5 separate regions of the Mus musculus genome follow, and regions 1, 2, 4 and 5 are each linked to region 3. The links are chromatin contacts, called in public HiChIP or PLAC-seq and promoter capture Hi-C maps. All regions are on one chromosome and are shown on one strand. Each heading gives the region's core, a stretch centred on a gene start, on an enhancer-like site or on the middle of the called end of the contact. The rest is flanking DNA. Distances are from core to core; before and after follow the strand shown.

Region 1 (2,700 bases), core at 89-2,588, 410 kb after region 3:
GAAAACTGTTGTCCTGTACAGTGGTAGCCCGGAGGGAAGCGGAGGCAGCAGGAGGGTTCCAGAATGAAACCCTCCTGTTGTGGAGAGAAAAAAAGCCAGAGCAGACTGAGACATCTAGACACATGGTTCACAACCTTCCCAACCCAGATGGTGGTGACCCCAAACCATAAAGTTATTTCCGTTGAGACTTCATAACCATAATTCATTACTGTTATAAATCATAATGTAAATATCTGAAATGAGATCCTAGGGTCCCCAGGGTCTGGAGCCACAGGTGGAGAACTACTGAGGGAAGCCTTCCAGGCAGAGAGCAGAAGTGTGAAGAGAAGCTGGGCACACCTTTAATCCCAGCACTCAGGAGGCAGAGGCAGGCAGATCTGAGTTCGAAGTCTACCGAGGTAGGTCCAGGACAGCCAGGGCTATAGAGAGAAAGCCTGGGGGAGTGGGCTGGGTAGAGATGTGAAAGGCTCTGAGCAGAAAAAGAACACAAGTTTCTAAGACATGAAATGGAATGGTATGTCGGTGTTGCCAGGACAAGGAAGGCTGCTGAGGGTCAAATGGCAGAAAAGACAACAGAGCCTGGCCTGACTCTGAAAGCCACAAAAACTTAGCTGCATGGCTGGAACCACTCAGACCACTGAGACCACTCAGCTACTTGGTAAGGAGACCACCAAGCTGGAAACTGAAGTATGTGAGGGGCACAGGTTTGCAGGTGTGCGGGTGGGACTTGCAAAGACCGGAGTGTGGATGGACAGAGGGATAGAAGCCTTGGACAGACGCCTAAACTGACCAGCAGAGCTCCAAACGACCTCCCAGCAACATCCTTAAAGACTGGAGCCTTAGACATCAGCTTTCTCGGAATCGGACTGCAGAGGGCCTGGGCCATCCTTAGTGTCGTGTGAGGCTGGCTGACGCCGGTGTGAGGCACTGAGAGTTTGGGTTTGGGTCTTTTTCTCTCGCCACTCACCCTGGAGCCACTTTCTCAGGGCTACATCCCCACCGCCTAGCATCACTAGAACCCCCTTGGGAGGCTTGATGGATAGGTGGGAGCATGTGTCCCCGACTGGGCAGGAAGCAAGACTGACTTCGCCTGCGAAGTTCGACTCCGCACAGCTTGGTGACACGGCCTGCATGGGGACACCTGAGCACGCTGAGGAGGGCCTGGGGCCCGCAGCTGGTTCCCGGCCGCTCCCGCCCACGGCCCCTTCTCCCGCCGGCTCCTACCTCCTCCTCCTCGTCTCCGGAGTCCGACTCGGGCTCAACCGGCACCTCGTCATTCTCGCCGATGGTCCGGATGAAGCCGAGCTCCGCCAGCATGCTGAAGAAGCAGCCACTTCCGGACGTAGCGAGTGCGGCGCGCCGACACGACCCGCCTTTTCCGCGACCCGCTCGGCGTCGCGCGCATGTGCTTCACGTCACTTCCGCTCGGGGGCGGCACTTTGAGACTTCGCGGGCCTGCGTGGTTTCCAATAATAAAATCAAATGGGTGGGGCGTTGTTTAGATTAGAAAACTACTTTGTTTTGGGAAAGAAATAGAAGTCTGAGAGTGTGTAAAGGTGAGGGAAAAATTAGAAGTATGTGTACATTTGGGAACTTAACAACAAAATGGTAGTCAGGGCTGCCATCTGGCTCAGCATGGCAAAGGCCACACTACTCCTGAGTGCGATCCCGGTACCTACAAGGGGAAAGAAGAGCTCGGAATCCAGAGTTGTCCTCTGATCTTCACACCCTTTTCAAGTGAACACGCCCCTCTGTATACACAATTATAATAATTAACAGGGGGCTGGATTCCTGGAGGGCTGGTTTAGTGGCTAAGAGCACTGGTTGCTCCTGCAGAAGACCCAGGTTTGATTCCTAGCACCCACAAGGTGGCTCACAGCTGTCTGTAACTCCGTATCTGACCTCTGCGGCCACTGGGAACATCTGGTGCACAGACATGTATGCAGGCATGATGCAGGCACATAAAAGTTTAAATAATAGATAATATTTTAAGGATGGTCGAATTGTAAGTTCTATTTTCTTTTCTTTTTTTTTTTTTAAAGATTTATTTATTATTATATGTAAGTACACTGTAGCTGTCTTCAGACCCACCAGAAGAGGGAGTCAGATCTTGTTACGGATGGTTGTGAGCCACCATGTGGTTGATGGGATTTGAACTCTGGACCTTTTGGTCTGTATCCCTTCTTTTCCACTGCCTCTGGTGAGTAGTAGACTACAAGAGAGGTTAAAGCATTTATGAACCATTATTAAAAGTACGGGTATGGGCTGGTGAGATGGCTCAGTGGGTAAGAGCACCCGACTGTTCTTCCGAAGGTCCAGAGTTCAAATCCCAGCAACCACATGGTGGCTCACAACCATCCGTAACAAAATCTGACTCCCTCTTCTGGAGTGTCTGAAGACAGCGACAGTGTACTTATATATAATAAATAAATAAATAAATAAAATCTTAAAAAAAAAAAAAAAAAAACATTAAAAGTACGGGTACTTGGGAGGCAGAGGCAGGCAGATTTCTGAGTTTGAGACCAGTCTGGTATACAAAGTGAGTTCTGGGACAGCCAGGGCTATATAGAGAAATCCTGTCTCAGAAAAAAAAAAAAAAAAAAAAAGCCAGGCATGGTGACACATGCCTTTAATCCCAGCACTTGGGAGGCAGAGGCAGGCAGATTTCTGAGTTCAAGCCAGCCTGGTCTACAAAGTGAG
Region 2 (2,700 bases), core at 195-2,694, 470 kb before region 3:
CCAAGCCAGGCTCCTGAGGCGCGCCCGCGCGCATGTTTGTGTGTGTGTGTGTGTGTGTGTGTGTGTGTGTGTGTGTGTGTGTGTGTGTTAGTCCTGTGGGGTTTTTCTGTCCCAGGCCCTCCTTCCCCTAATCATCTTCATGAACATATCTGGGGGTCACTTTAGTTTGTCTGCCAGATGTGAAGTGAACCGTGTTGAGGCTTTGGGGGGTGGGATGGGGAGCCGGGTGTAATAATGGCGCTGACTGATGCCTGGCACCTCTAAACATGTGTGTTAACTGTCATCTTCCTCCCATCCCGATGTGACATATGTACTATCACTGCCTGCTCTCCAGATGGGGGAACTGAGGTAGCATGGGATACTACTGGGTCACCCACAGAGCCTGGGCTCTGGCCATCCTGGCCATTCATGCAAACCGGAGCTTGGTCAGGGAGGCTGTGGCTACAGATGATCCTCTGGAAGAGGGACCTGGATCGTTTGGAGCATCCGGGAGGAGGAGCTGACGTGAGTGGGAGGTGGGAGGTGAGGGCAGCAGGCAGAGACCAGCGCTCTGGACTCTGGCTAGGGAGGGGCAGGACTGGGTGGTGGCCTTCAGCGTTTTAGATTTCCTGGGGAGCCAGAGAGTTCAAGCAGGACCTGACATGCCTGGGGAGGCCTTGCAGTGTCCCCTGCTCTGACCTGCTACCTACCTGTCCACCTACACACCAGATCACAAGCACATTTTTGGTGACAGAGCCTCATGAAACCCAGGCCAGCAAGGGTGACTTTAAAGTTCTGACTCTCCGGTTCCAGCTTGCGGAGTGCTGAGATCCACACAGCACCACTGTGCTTGGTTTATGCCACACCAGGGATGGAATCAGCCTTGCATGTTGAGCAAGCTGACCATTCGCACTACCAACGGAGCCCTTCCCCAGTCCAGCATCCTTCTCTCTCAGCCCTCTGGATGGGTTTAGTCCCCTGTTCTAGCCCAGATCACTGTCTAGCAGGCAAACACCACAAAGAGTTGACCATGGATGTATATCCGCACGGTTGAAATAGTGACATTCGGCCTACCACGCCATGTGGGTACTCGTGGAATCAGCTTCTTTGCCAGAAGGGTGCAAATCTCTTTGGGCTATGCCTTCAGACCTGTGGGACGTTGCTCTAACTTGCCCAGAGGGTCTGGTTTAGCTCGGGAAGCTGCAAAGATGGCCACATGTTTGATCTAGCTGCCCTAGGAGGTAGTGAGAAACTGGGGGCCCACGGCTGGGGTGTGGCCACCACCAACTTCTTTTCCTCCTAAGGCAGACCGTGACCCACCACCAAGGACACACAGCCCACTGCCCACAGTTACTAGGTACTTCGTCTCCAAGCCCCGCCTCTCCTGCCCCCTGTGCTCCCTGCCTTCCCTCTCTCTCAGCCCCTCAGCCTCAGCCAAGCTCGTATCTTATCAGCAAGCACTTCAGAGTTCAGGCCAAGAAGCCAAAGTCAATTTGAAAAAAAAAAGTCTGTAAAAGCCCAAACACAGCCAGCAGAAGGCGGGGCTCGGAAAGGGGAGGAGCTTAGGGAAGGGCGATCTTATCTCGGGTAGACTCTGAATCTACAGCTGACCTAAGTGGCTCTGAGCCATCGTAGGGGACAGATACATAAACAGCACAGGTCCCACTCCCCAAGCAAAGGACGGTTAATAATAGGAAAAGTCTCCAGGACAGACTCGGGTGGCAAGGCAGCAATCTTGTCATCGGACCCTTGGTAAACGGGACTGAGCGGGACACATCCCCTGCAGCCTGCATAGAGATGTGTGGAAGCACCTAGAGCTATCTGGGGGGCCGGAGTCAGAAGGACACAAACTCCCGTCCCTTGAGCCTTTTGAGCAACTGCACCAATGAGATCGTATAGGAAGAGGTGATAGGAACCTGGGGGAGGTTGCAGGTAACCGACCAATAGAGCAAAAGATGGGCGGGGTTTCGGTCGCAAAGGTCCAGAGCTCTGGGTCTTCAAGGTCTGTCTACCTCAAGTGGAATCCTAGACCTGGCCCCCCACCTCCCCCTCTGCTTCTGGGGAAATGTGCTGTATGCAAGCAATTCTTTCTGAGTTCCCTCGTGCTTTATAATCTCCCTGTTTTAAAACGTGGTTTCTGTATGCTCACTTGTGTGTCTAGTGTGGGCCAGAGAACAGCCTCAGCTGCCAGTCCTTAGATACCTTCCACCCTTTTCGTTTAGTTATTTATTTTTAGATTTTTTTTTTTTTTCAGACAAGGTCTCACAATGTAGCCCTGGTTGGCCTGGAGCTTGCTTTACAGATCAGGCTGGCCTCAGATTCACAGAGATCCACCTGGCTAAAGGCATTTATCACCACGTCAGCTGATTTTTTCCCCCACTTTGAATCTTTGTGAATGCATAGCACACATATGCAGAGTCTAAGGAGGCTGGAAGAGGACGCTGGATCTCCTGGGGCTGGAGTCACAGCTGGTTATGAGCCATGTATGTGCTGGGAGCTGAACCTGGCTGCTCTTAGACATCAAGCCACCTCTCCAGTCCTGACCTTGTTGTTTGTGTGTGTGGTGGGGTCTCTCCCTGCCTGGAGCTACTGAGTAGGCTAGGCTGTCTGCCCAGTGAGCCTCAGGGGTTCACAGGTCTGTCTCCGCCTCCCCAGCCCTGGGGTCACACACTTCTGGAACCCACACTTAGCTTTTATGTTGTATGTGGCCTCTGGGAATTG
Region 3 (2,743 bases), core at 175-2,674:
TGGGAGACAGATGCAGGAAAGCTAAGAGTTCAAGACCAAGGTCACCCTGGCCTACATACTGATACTCAGTGAGGACCAGTTTTATGGGCTACATGAACCTGTCTCAAAAAGAAAAACACAAACAGACTTCTAGGGTGGAACTGGAGTCTCCCTACACCCCAGTTTCAGTATTATTTACTTTCCTAGTCTACAATCTCCTTGAATTTTGGGTGCAGTGTGTGTGTTTGACTAAACTAGGGATTGACCTCAGGAATGGTGGGCAAGATTCCAGCCTTTAACTGACCAAGTCAGCTGAATCTGCCCCGTTTTTCTCCCTAGAATGCCCTAACCTACCCTACCAAACCCTTCTGGAATCTCAAATGGCTCAAGTTTCCTGCTCTGGAACATCCCACTCTATGCAAGGCTTCCGCCTGTGCTCTTAAGGTTAGGTCTGTAAACTAATGTAGTAGTGATGGAATTGTGACCACTGAGCACTGCCTCATTCCAGGACCCCATAAACTGATCAAGCTTCAAGCCCACATCTCAAAGCATTTGGCTCTGTATTACCTCTTTTATCTTGTCCTGCTGAGACTATGTGAATGTCTGGGACAGTACAGCTACACAACAAGATCTAATGACTTTCGCTCCTCAGTGGCCGAAGAGCTACCTGAAATGCTCTTAGTTAAAGTTCGGTATCAATTAAGGGGTTCCTTGTTAATTTTCTGGGGCTCATTTCAAAGAGAGAATTTGTAACACACAACAGTGTCCTGCCAAGCATGAAGATGGACTCGGGCCTTTTTAACACGTCATCTTCCCCATCTCTCCTCTAAGATTTCAAGCTGCGGGTCACGAGACGTCTTTCTCCCACCTAGGGTGGGCTCCTCTTCCCTCATGCTACCCAATTTCCATCCAAGCATCTGGCAAGGTCCAAAAACACCCAGTCCACACAAAAGTCTCCCACTAAAGCCTCGTGGCGGCTCCCTGCGGGCGGCTCCTGACGCCCAGGGCCGAGAAAAACGGTCAACTAGCAGTCAATGAATCAAAGAAACCTGCTGGGGGCAGACAAGAACAATGAAGGTTGCTGATGGTTACGGGGGATGCCAGGGGCTGCTCGTGGCAACGGGAGAACTTCCTGGATCAGGAGGAGGAGAGCCAGGGAACCCTGAGATAACCGGAAACCGGGAGCAGGAAGGACGTTCGCGGCTTCCGCCAGGCCTGCGCGTGGTCAGCAATGTCGGACCTCCGGGAGGCCTCAGGGCCCATGTTCTCATCCCGCCCCCCGCCAACCCTGGCTAGGTGGGCCCGCGCCACTCCACCCGGGCGCTCCAGGCCCGCTGTCGCCCGCCGGCCCGGCCCTGCCGCCTCCGCTACCCGAAGCCGCGCACTCACTCCTCCTCCGCCATCTTCTCCCCTATCCTGCGAGCTTCCGAGACTACAGAGTTCGGCGCCGCAGGGCTAGCGGGGCCGGCGGCTGCTTCCGGTTTCCGCTGCGGGCAGGGGCGGGGCTTGGCCTCCCAGGGCGACCCTCTGCGCTGTCCTCTCTGTGGCCTGGGAGTGGGACGACCTCTGGGGCTTTCTGTGGGCTTTTTCCGGCCAGGCTGTGTGACGATCTGGCCTTGGGACATCCGGACTTTTTTTTTTTTTTTTTTTTCCGGTCCCCGGGCGGGAAAGATTTGGAGGAAACTTTTGAGATCTGGGTGACTCAGCTGTGAGCCAAGCCGTCCGCCCCGCGTGAGAATCCCAGGGCTCAGAATGGGGGAAAGTGGTTTCTCTGGGCGTCCGGGCCGGCTGTGCGGAGCGGAGGGAGTCCGCAGGCGCGTTCCGAGGCGGCCTCAGTTTCCCCTGCTGTGGGGAGAGTAGACAGAGGGTCTTTGAAACGCTAGACAGTGTACTTACTCCGATTATAAAAGTTGAGAGCTAGCAAGGCAGAGGTTGGACATTCCCCATTGGTTTATTGGTTGGTGTGGTAGATGTGAAAATGAGATCCAGGACAACTTGAGGGGTTTCATTCTCGCCTTCCTCCGTGTTGGTCCTCGGCATTGAACTCTGGTAATACGGGTTGGCGGCACCGCCTTTACTCATTGAACTATCCCAACAAATTTTTCTTAACCTTTGTGTGTGCGGGGGTGGGTGGGGTACATTAGGAGGTCCCAGGTTATCAGATGTCTTCCTTACTCACGCTCCACCTTAGTTATGAGACAGTGAACCTGAAACTAGGGACGCGACATAGTGGCTAGCCAACAACTCCCAGGGATCCTCCTTCTCAGTCTCCCTGTCCCTATGGTTACAGATGCCAACAGCTATCCCTGGCTTCTGTGTGGATGTTGGGAATACCAACTGAGGTCCTCGTGCTTGCGTAGCAAGCGCATTGCCCACTGGGCTTTCAACACCGAAGATAACTTGAACTGTCTAGTCTGTATTGCTTAAAACTGGCCTGGTACTGCTGAGGTCTTTATGGGACCTTCTGGGTGTTCTCCTTCAGGGCCCCTTCCACCCTAGGTAGTTCCCCCCCCCCCCCCCACTTAATAACGCTTAACAGATATGTCACTTTCCCAAAGAACGATCCTTCTGTCTCATCCTCTTGAGCAGTTGGGACTGGAGGGTGAGAGACACCCCTCCCCACCCCCATTCAGGCATCTGTCTACTTCTGTACAGGGGTGGAACCTAGGGCAACACATATGGCAGGCAGGTGGTCTTCCATTCAGCTAACATGCCCAAGTTCTCTGTAGAGACCTACTGTATGCTGAGATGTACCTTGTGGGGT
Region 4 (2,700 bases), core at 149-2,648, 300 kb after region 3:
TGGTGCTTCCCAAGTCACCAGGAATCTCAGCTTCTGCTCGCTCCTGCCTGTGGCATCCTCTGCTATCATGGAACATCCTTATGGATTCTCAGAACACTTAGTTGGAATCTTAAACCCAACCCCAAGTGACAGCCAGACCTGGGAGGATGACTTGGTTGCTAGCTGGTGGCTGATTGATGGGTTGTTCACAGGGCCTCTGTCAGGGCCCCTTCCTCATGCTCACACATCCTTGGCTAATTAGTCCTGGGTGCTCAACAGACCTCGAAAGCACCAGGCAAAGGGTCCAGGGAAGCAGCAGCCCTGACGCTACCCACGGTGGATGTCTCGGCAGCTCTGAGTGCACTAGCCAGCTTGGGGACAATGCTGCTCCCAGGTGTGTGTGGTGACCGCAGCTGAGAGGACAGAGAGCCTTAGAAATGGTCTACAGAAGTTGCAGGTGACAAGGGCCTTTCTCGGGGGCACTGTGTCAGAGCGCAGGGACCTTCTGAGAATTCATTTTCTCTGTTCAGAAGAAGCCACTAAGATCCTTTCCCCTCCTCCCTCCCTCCGCCTTATACCCTCTGCCCTGTGTGAACTGCTCGCTCTCCTGCCCTGGCGAGGGAGATGGCACAGACAAAGAAGCTAGTTATTGCTGACCTTGAAGTGGGGCGTGGTGATGTGCCCCTGGGATGCCAGCACCTGGGCAGCTTAAGGAGAAGGATGAGAAGTGCAGGGATAGCCTAGGTTACATAATGAGTTCAGGGATAGCCTGGGCTAAGCGGCAAGACGCTGTCTCAAAAAGAAGAAAAAATGAAGTAAATGAAATTGTTGGCTTTTGACAATGTCTAGCTCCTGTGTCCTGTGGATCTTACTTTCAAAACGTAGGGACAGATTCCTTGTGGGGACTGGAGAGATGGCTTAGTGGTTAAGAGCACTGACTGCTCTTCCAGAGGATCTGGGTTTGGCGCCCAACACTCAGATCAGTCAGCTTACAACCACCTGTGACCCCAGGTCCTAGGGATCTGGCAAAGCCTTTTTCTGGCCTCACAGGTCACGGGCACGCATACACGCACAGGCACACACAGAGAGAGAGGGAAAGAGAGAGAGATGTACTGTTTATTTATGGTGGCAAACCAATGACAAAGTAGCCTACATATGGTTTCTAATCTTCTCTGCCAGGGATAGATGGAAGCAGGCTCAGAAAGGGTCCTGACTTACCCAAGGCCACAGAGCAGTGAGGGGCGGGGCTGGGGCTTGGCACCCTGCCACAAACTCATTTTTTCTGCCTTGGGGCAGAAATAGCTGTCTGTGCCACTTTCTGCAAAGCCGTTTCCAAAAGAGGCCTCTGGGAAGCAGTTGACACCGGCGGCGTGTTGGGAACTCCAGAGCTTATTTGAAGCTGGGGTGTGGAGCTTAGCAACCGCCAGCCGCCCCAGCTGCCCAGCACTGATGACAGGCCTGTCTGCCTCCTGCGTTACAGACCAGTGCTGGAGGGAGCCTGTATTTAACCATGCTTTCCAAGATCCGCAGTGGAGGCAGGAGACTGCTCTCCGCGCTCACCAGGCTGGGGGTTACAGAAGAGGGGCCTGCTGCTCTCAGGGAGACTGAGGGACTCACCCTGGGCACAAGATCACTGTTCATCTACCACTTTTCTCAGATTCTGTTTTTTAATTAGAGTATTTTATTCATTACAGATTGTTTTAATGGCATGTCCGTGCGTGCATCTGTAATGTGTGTGTATAGATTGAAAGGCATCTCACGAGCTAGGTGAGCCTTGTACTACTGATCCAAACATCTTGTATTTTGTATTAAATCTTGTGGAGATAGGATCTCATGTAACACAGACTACCCTGGAATCTGCTATGTATCCAAGGCTGGTCTTCTTGCCACCATCCCACCAAGTGCTGGGATGGCAGGCATAGGCTGCTTCAAACTGAGGGCAGGCCTCCCTGCATGCTAGCCCAGCACTCTAGCAACTGGGAAATTTACCTAGAACCTTTAAAAACTATATACCAAGCACCATGGAACATGCCTGAAATTCCAACACCCGGTAGACTAAACCAGGAGATTTGAAAGATTTAGTTCAACCTGAGCTACCAAGACCTTATCTACAAAACAAAGAAATCCCCTTTGAAATATTTTCTGCATGCCCTGTCTGGGAATGATTTGATGTAAGGCGTTTTGAATTTGCATGATAGTTGATGGTGGGTGACCATGCCCACTTTGGTGGGCACTCTACTGAGAACTTTGAATCTTGGAGGGTTGGTTGGTTGGTTGGTTGGTTGTTTTTTTTCTTGAAGCTTCTGAGATGTGGTGTGGCCTGACAGTCCAGCGATTCATGCTGGACTGCCTTGGATGTCGAAGCCTGCGATCCCAGCTGTTCAGAAGCTGGAGACAGGAGGATAACGGTTAAAGGCCAGCCTGAGCAATTTAGTGAGAACATTTTTTTTAACCCTTGTTTTAGGGATCAGAGATAAATGTCAGTTGTGGAGTGCTTGTCTGGTGTGCGAAAGGCTCTGGGGTTGTTGAACGCAAGGAGGGGCGAGGGCTGAGCAAAAAGTAGAGAAATCCCTGGCAGGATGCCCAAGATCACCACAGTGCGTTGGGAAGCCACTGGACTCCACTGGGAAGTTTGATAGTTGTATAGAGGGGGGATTTATTTGGTTGGGTTTTGATTCTGTTTGTTGTTTAGTTTTCAAGACAGGCTTTCTCTGTGTAGCC
Region 5 (2,791 bases), core at 189-2,688, 430 kb after region 3:
GATTATTTTGTGCGTAAATACGCACATTTTACCCGGTGGGCATCTTCACTGCCCTAACTGCCTATGTGTTGCTTACTTAGCGGAGTTGGCTGGGAACTGGAAGGAACGGCTGGTTCTGGAACTCAGTGTCACTGGGTTTTACAAAAAGCAAACTAAGAAGACTTAATTCAGATAAAGGCGCCCCCCAGTGTCTCTGCAAGTCAGAGGAGGGTCTTTTTAGCTACAGCAGACGTCATCATGAATTCATGCAAAGTCAGCCACAGTGCCTTGGCAAGGAGACTGGGCTGTTAGGCATGCTATTTTTATTTATTTATTTGTTTGTTTGTTTGTGTTTCCAGACACCACCAACTGGCTAGGTTTTTTTTTTTTTCCCCTTTTGGGGTAGGGATGGAACCCGGAGTCTTGGGTATCTAGCTATGATGTTTACCTAGGTGCATCAACCACAGGCACCACTTAAAATAAGCCCAGAGGGGGGCTACAGAGATGGCTCAGCGGTTAAGAGCACTGACTGCTCTTCTAAAGGTCCTGAGTTCAATTCCCAGCAACCACATGGTGGCTCACAACCATCCATAATGAGATCTGATGCCCTCTTCACAATGTACTTACAAATAATAATAAATAAATCTTAAAAAAAAAAAAAGCCCAGAGGATGCCAGCGACTCAGCTCCCACAACCTCCGGTAAGGACCCCATCTAATTCTAAAGACCTGTCTCCCCCGCTACATAAAAGGGTTGCTACATAAAAGGGTTGCTATAGGGCTGGAGAGATAGGTGGCTAACAGTTAAGAACACTTGAAGAGGATCTACCTCACAACTGCCTGAAACTCCTACACCAGGCAGGCAACGCCAGCACTGGACTCCGTGGATGCCTGAACTCAAAACACCAAGGCAAGAAAACCCAAGCTATAAGACTAGTGAAGATGGAGCTGAGCGGTAGAAGTTTGCTTCAATCCCCAGGACTACACTAAACAAGCCCACACCAGCCTCTTGTCCACAGAACCACACTCAGTTTAGAGCTGCGGGAAAGGAACCAGACAGCACTTGTGCTTGTCTGTTTTCGGCTCAGACTTCATTTACTCTGACTTCCCCAGTAAACTCCATAAGGGCAGGGACTTGTGCATTCTCACTGTATTCTCAGCTTTCGGTCTTGCACGCAGCAGCAGGTTAACAAAAGTTAGCGTAGGGAAAAAGGGGTGACTGTAGGAAGGGAACAGAAAGCCTAGAAAAGAAAGGAAGCGAGGCCTGTATTCCCTGCCGAGACCGAGCTCCTGGGAAACTACAACTCCCAACATGCCTCGGACCCAGCGCAGCCGTGCCCGGCCCTTGTGGGCCTTGCGTGCCTAGAGAGCGCATGCGGGACGCGGCGCCCGCTGGGACTTGTGGTTCCTGCCGCGGTGTGTAGGGGGTGGGGCCGGCATGGAGGCGGGCGGGGGCCGGGGGCGGGCGCGGCCCCTCCCCCGTCACTTCCTGCCAGGCTGCGGGCCCCGAGCCGCTCTTCAGCGTTTGCGCTGGCTGTCGTCGCGTCTGTGTGCGCTCCCCCTTCTTCTGAGCCCCGGCCTGGCGGCGCCCGCCTTCGCCTCCGCCACTCCGCCTCTTCCCTCCTCTGGTCGGTCCCTTTTTCCTCGCCGTCTTCACTTGCTTCTTCACCTCCTCGCCGCCGCCCAAGACCGCCGGCCCCGGGACGAGCTCTGGGGAAGCAGCCAGGTAAGGCGGCCGGTCCGGGCCGGGTCGGAGCGGGTCGCGGAAGGACCCACGCAGGCACGGCGTCAGCGGGAGGTGGGCGGCGGGTGGGCTAGGCCTTGCGGGCGCGCGAGCCGCGGCCCAGGCCCGTCTCCGCCTGCGGGGCCTTCCCGGAGGAGGCGGGCCCTCCGCGCCGCTCGTGGGCCCTGTGCCGGAGTTAACGCGGGGGGCGCGGGCGGGCAGGGGCAGCGTCGGTCCGGAGGCCCCCCGGGTTTCGGTGCTATGCACAGTGTCGCGGCCAGTGCCGAGCCGCGGGATGAGGTGCCAATTCCCGGCTCGGCCCCCTTCGTCAGTCACTTCGTATTCTTTGTGTCTCTGTTATGAGGGGGAGAAGGAGGGGGAATAGTATTAATCCTGTCCCAACCCGGTCCCTGCCTCTTCAGGCTGTGAAGTTGTGCAGTGAAATGGGGCGTGTAAAGTGCTTATCAGTGTGCCAGACCCACGTCGTGTCCCAATAAGCCGTTTGCATAATTTATTAAGATGATATGAAGGTATAATTTAGGGTGCAGACGGAACATAAGTTGACCTTCCTTTCCACTAGGGTTTTCTCCGAGGCAGAAGAATCCCGCGTGCCCACTGGCAGTGCCTGAGCATTGTGCTCGCTTGGCACCAGAGAGGGGCGGGCGCTTAATGGGGACACTGTAGCAGACAGGGTATGGATGTAAAGCCATCATCATGTCTGTGAAACCAGCTGTAGGGACTTCACCGGCTCCCCTAGGCTCCGCACCCTGTCCCATGTCTCCCTGCCACCATCCAGAACCTTATTGCCATTCCTTTTTATGAGAAAGTTGCTGGCATAAGCTTCTCTTGGGTTTAGCAGACCTTTTTGGAGCCTTCTTGTGTGTCAGGCTCTGGAGGTGGAGTATGCAAAGATTCGAAAACCGTGGTTTCCTGGTTCGCATCTGTAGCTCTTAACTTTCTTTAGCTGAGGCCCTCCCTAGTTATCAGTTTCTCTTAAGCTCTGGCCTCACCTCCCTACTTATGGGCGAAGCTTTTATTTTGTTCCGTTTTGCGTTTTGCCCATTGTATTGTATGCCTTTTTTAAGGTCACT

What was found. Promoter capture Hi-C pulls out the DNA fragments that hold promoters and counts their contacts. HiChIP or PLAC-seq counts read pairs in DNA pulled down with a chosen protein or histone mark. Capture Hi-C pulls out chosen DNA fragments and counts their contacts.
Region 1: a promoter capture Hi-C map of embryonic stem cells shows a contact between it and region 3, with 2.1 times the contacts expected there. The contact joins the promoter of Ddx27 here to the promoter of Slc9a8 in region 3. A contact is called at or near these places in 8 of 39 promoter capture datasets (the C10 cell line, the HPC-7 cell line, cranial neural crest and 4 more), 1 of 15 datasets of contacts at CTCF or cohesin (large pre-B cells), 1 of 484 Hi-C or Micro-C datasets (embryonic stem cells), 9 of 115 datasets of contacts at active chromatin or transcription factors (astrocytes, embryonic stem cells, epiblast stem cells and 4 more) and 4 of 9 other capture datasets (adipose tissue, embryonic stem cells, macrophages and 1 more).
Region 2: an H3K4me3 HiChIP or PLAC-seq map of bone marrow-derived macrophages shows a contact between it and region 3, with 6 times the contacts expected there. The contact joins the enhancer-like site here to the promoter of Slc9a8 in region 3. A contact is called at or near these places in 1 of 39 promoter capture datasets (hippocampal neurons), 4 of 484 Hi-C or Micro-C datasets (CD4 T cells, the G1E-ER4 cell line, the N1E-115 cell line and 1 more) and 2 of 115 datasets of contacts at active chromatin or transcription factors (bone marrow-derived macrophages and pancreatic cancer cells).
Region 4: a contact with region 3 is called in a promoter capture Hi-C map of hippocampal neurons, with 2.8 times the contacts expected there. The contact joins the enhancer-like site here to the promoter of Slc9a8 in region 3. A contact is called at or near these places in 3 of 39 promoter capture datasets (cranial neural crest, hippocampal neurons and liver), 3 of 484 Hi-C or Micro-C datasets (cardiomyocytes, cerebellum and nephron progenitors), 15 of 115 datasets of contacts at active chromatin or transcription factors (the NIH/3T3 cell line, astrocytes, craniofacial prominence and 11 more) and 1 of 9 other capture datasets (liver).
Region 5: a promoter capture Hi-C map of pancreatic islet shows a contact between it and region 3. The contact joins the promoter of Stau1 here to the promoter of Slc9a8 in region 3. A contact is called at or near these places in 5 of 39 promoter capture datasets (the C10 cell line, the HPC-7 cell line, hippocampal neurons and 2 more), 6 of 115 datasets of contacts at active chromatin or transcription factors (cardiomyocytes, embryonic stem cells, large pre-B cells and 2 more) and 2 of 9 other capture datasets (embryonic stem cells and pancreatic islet).

What each region holds. Positions count from the first base shown.
Region 1 is chr2:167,013,951-167,016,650 of GRCm38.p6, reverse strand. Ddx27 (DEAD box helicase 27) reads right to left here and starts at 1,338. Exons shown (of 21, transcript NM_153065.3): 1 at 1,225-1,338. The coding sequence starts at 1,317.
Region 2 is chr2:167,886,910-167,889,609 of GRCm38.p6, reverse strand. No RefSeq gene overlaps it. Among named protein-coding and RNA genes, the nearest start is that of Gm33033, 11 kb to the right of the region's middle. Within about 2 kb of position 1,444, at least 62 of the 459 cell types and tissues checked have an H3K27ac peak or open chromatin away from gene starts, as enhancers often do. A contact at or near this core is called in the G1E-ER4 cell line and bone marrow-derived macrophages, where this site is marked.
Region 3 is chr2:167,420,391-167,423,133 of GRCm38.p6, reverse strand. It overlaps Slc9a8 (solute carrier family 9 (sodium/hydrogen exchanger), member 8), which reads right to left and starts at 1,424. Exons shown (of 17, transcript NM_148929.3): 1 at 1,369-1,424. The coding sequence starts at 1,382.
Region 4 is chr2:167,122,784-167,125,483 of GRCm38.p6, reverse strand. All of the region lies in intron 1 of Kcnb1 (potassium voltage gated channel, Shab-related subfamily, member 1), which reads left to right. Among named protein-coding and RNA genes, the nearest start is that of Gm52568, 5.3 kb to the left of the region's middle. Within about 2 kb of position 1,398, at least 40 of the 459 cell types and tissues checked have an H3K27ac peak or open chromatin away from gene starts, as enhancers often do. A contact at or near this core is called in forebrain and hippocampal neurons, where this site is marked.
Region 5 is chr2:166,994,946-166,997,736 of GRCm38.p6, reverse strand. It overlaps Stau1 (staufen double-stranded RNA binding protein 1), which reads left to right and starts at 1,438. Exons shown (of 12, transcript NM_001109906.2): 1 at 1,438-1,703.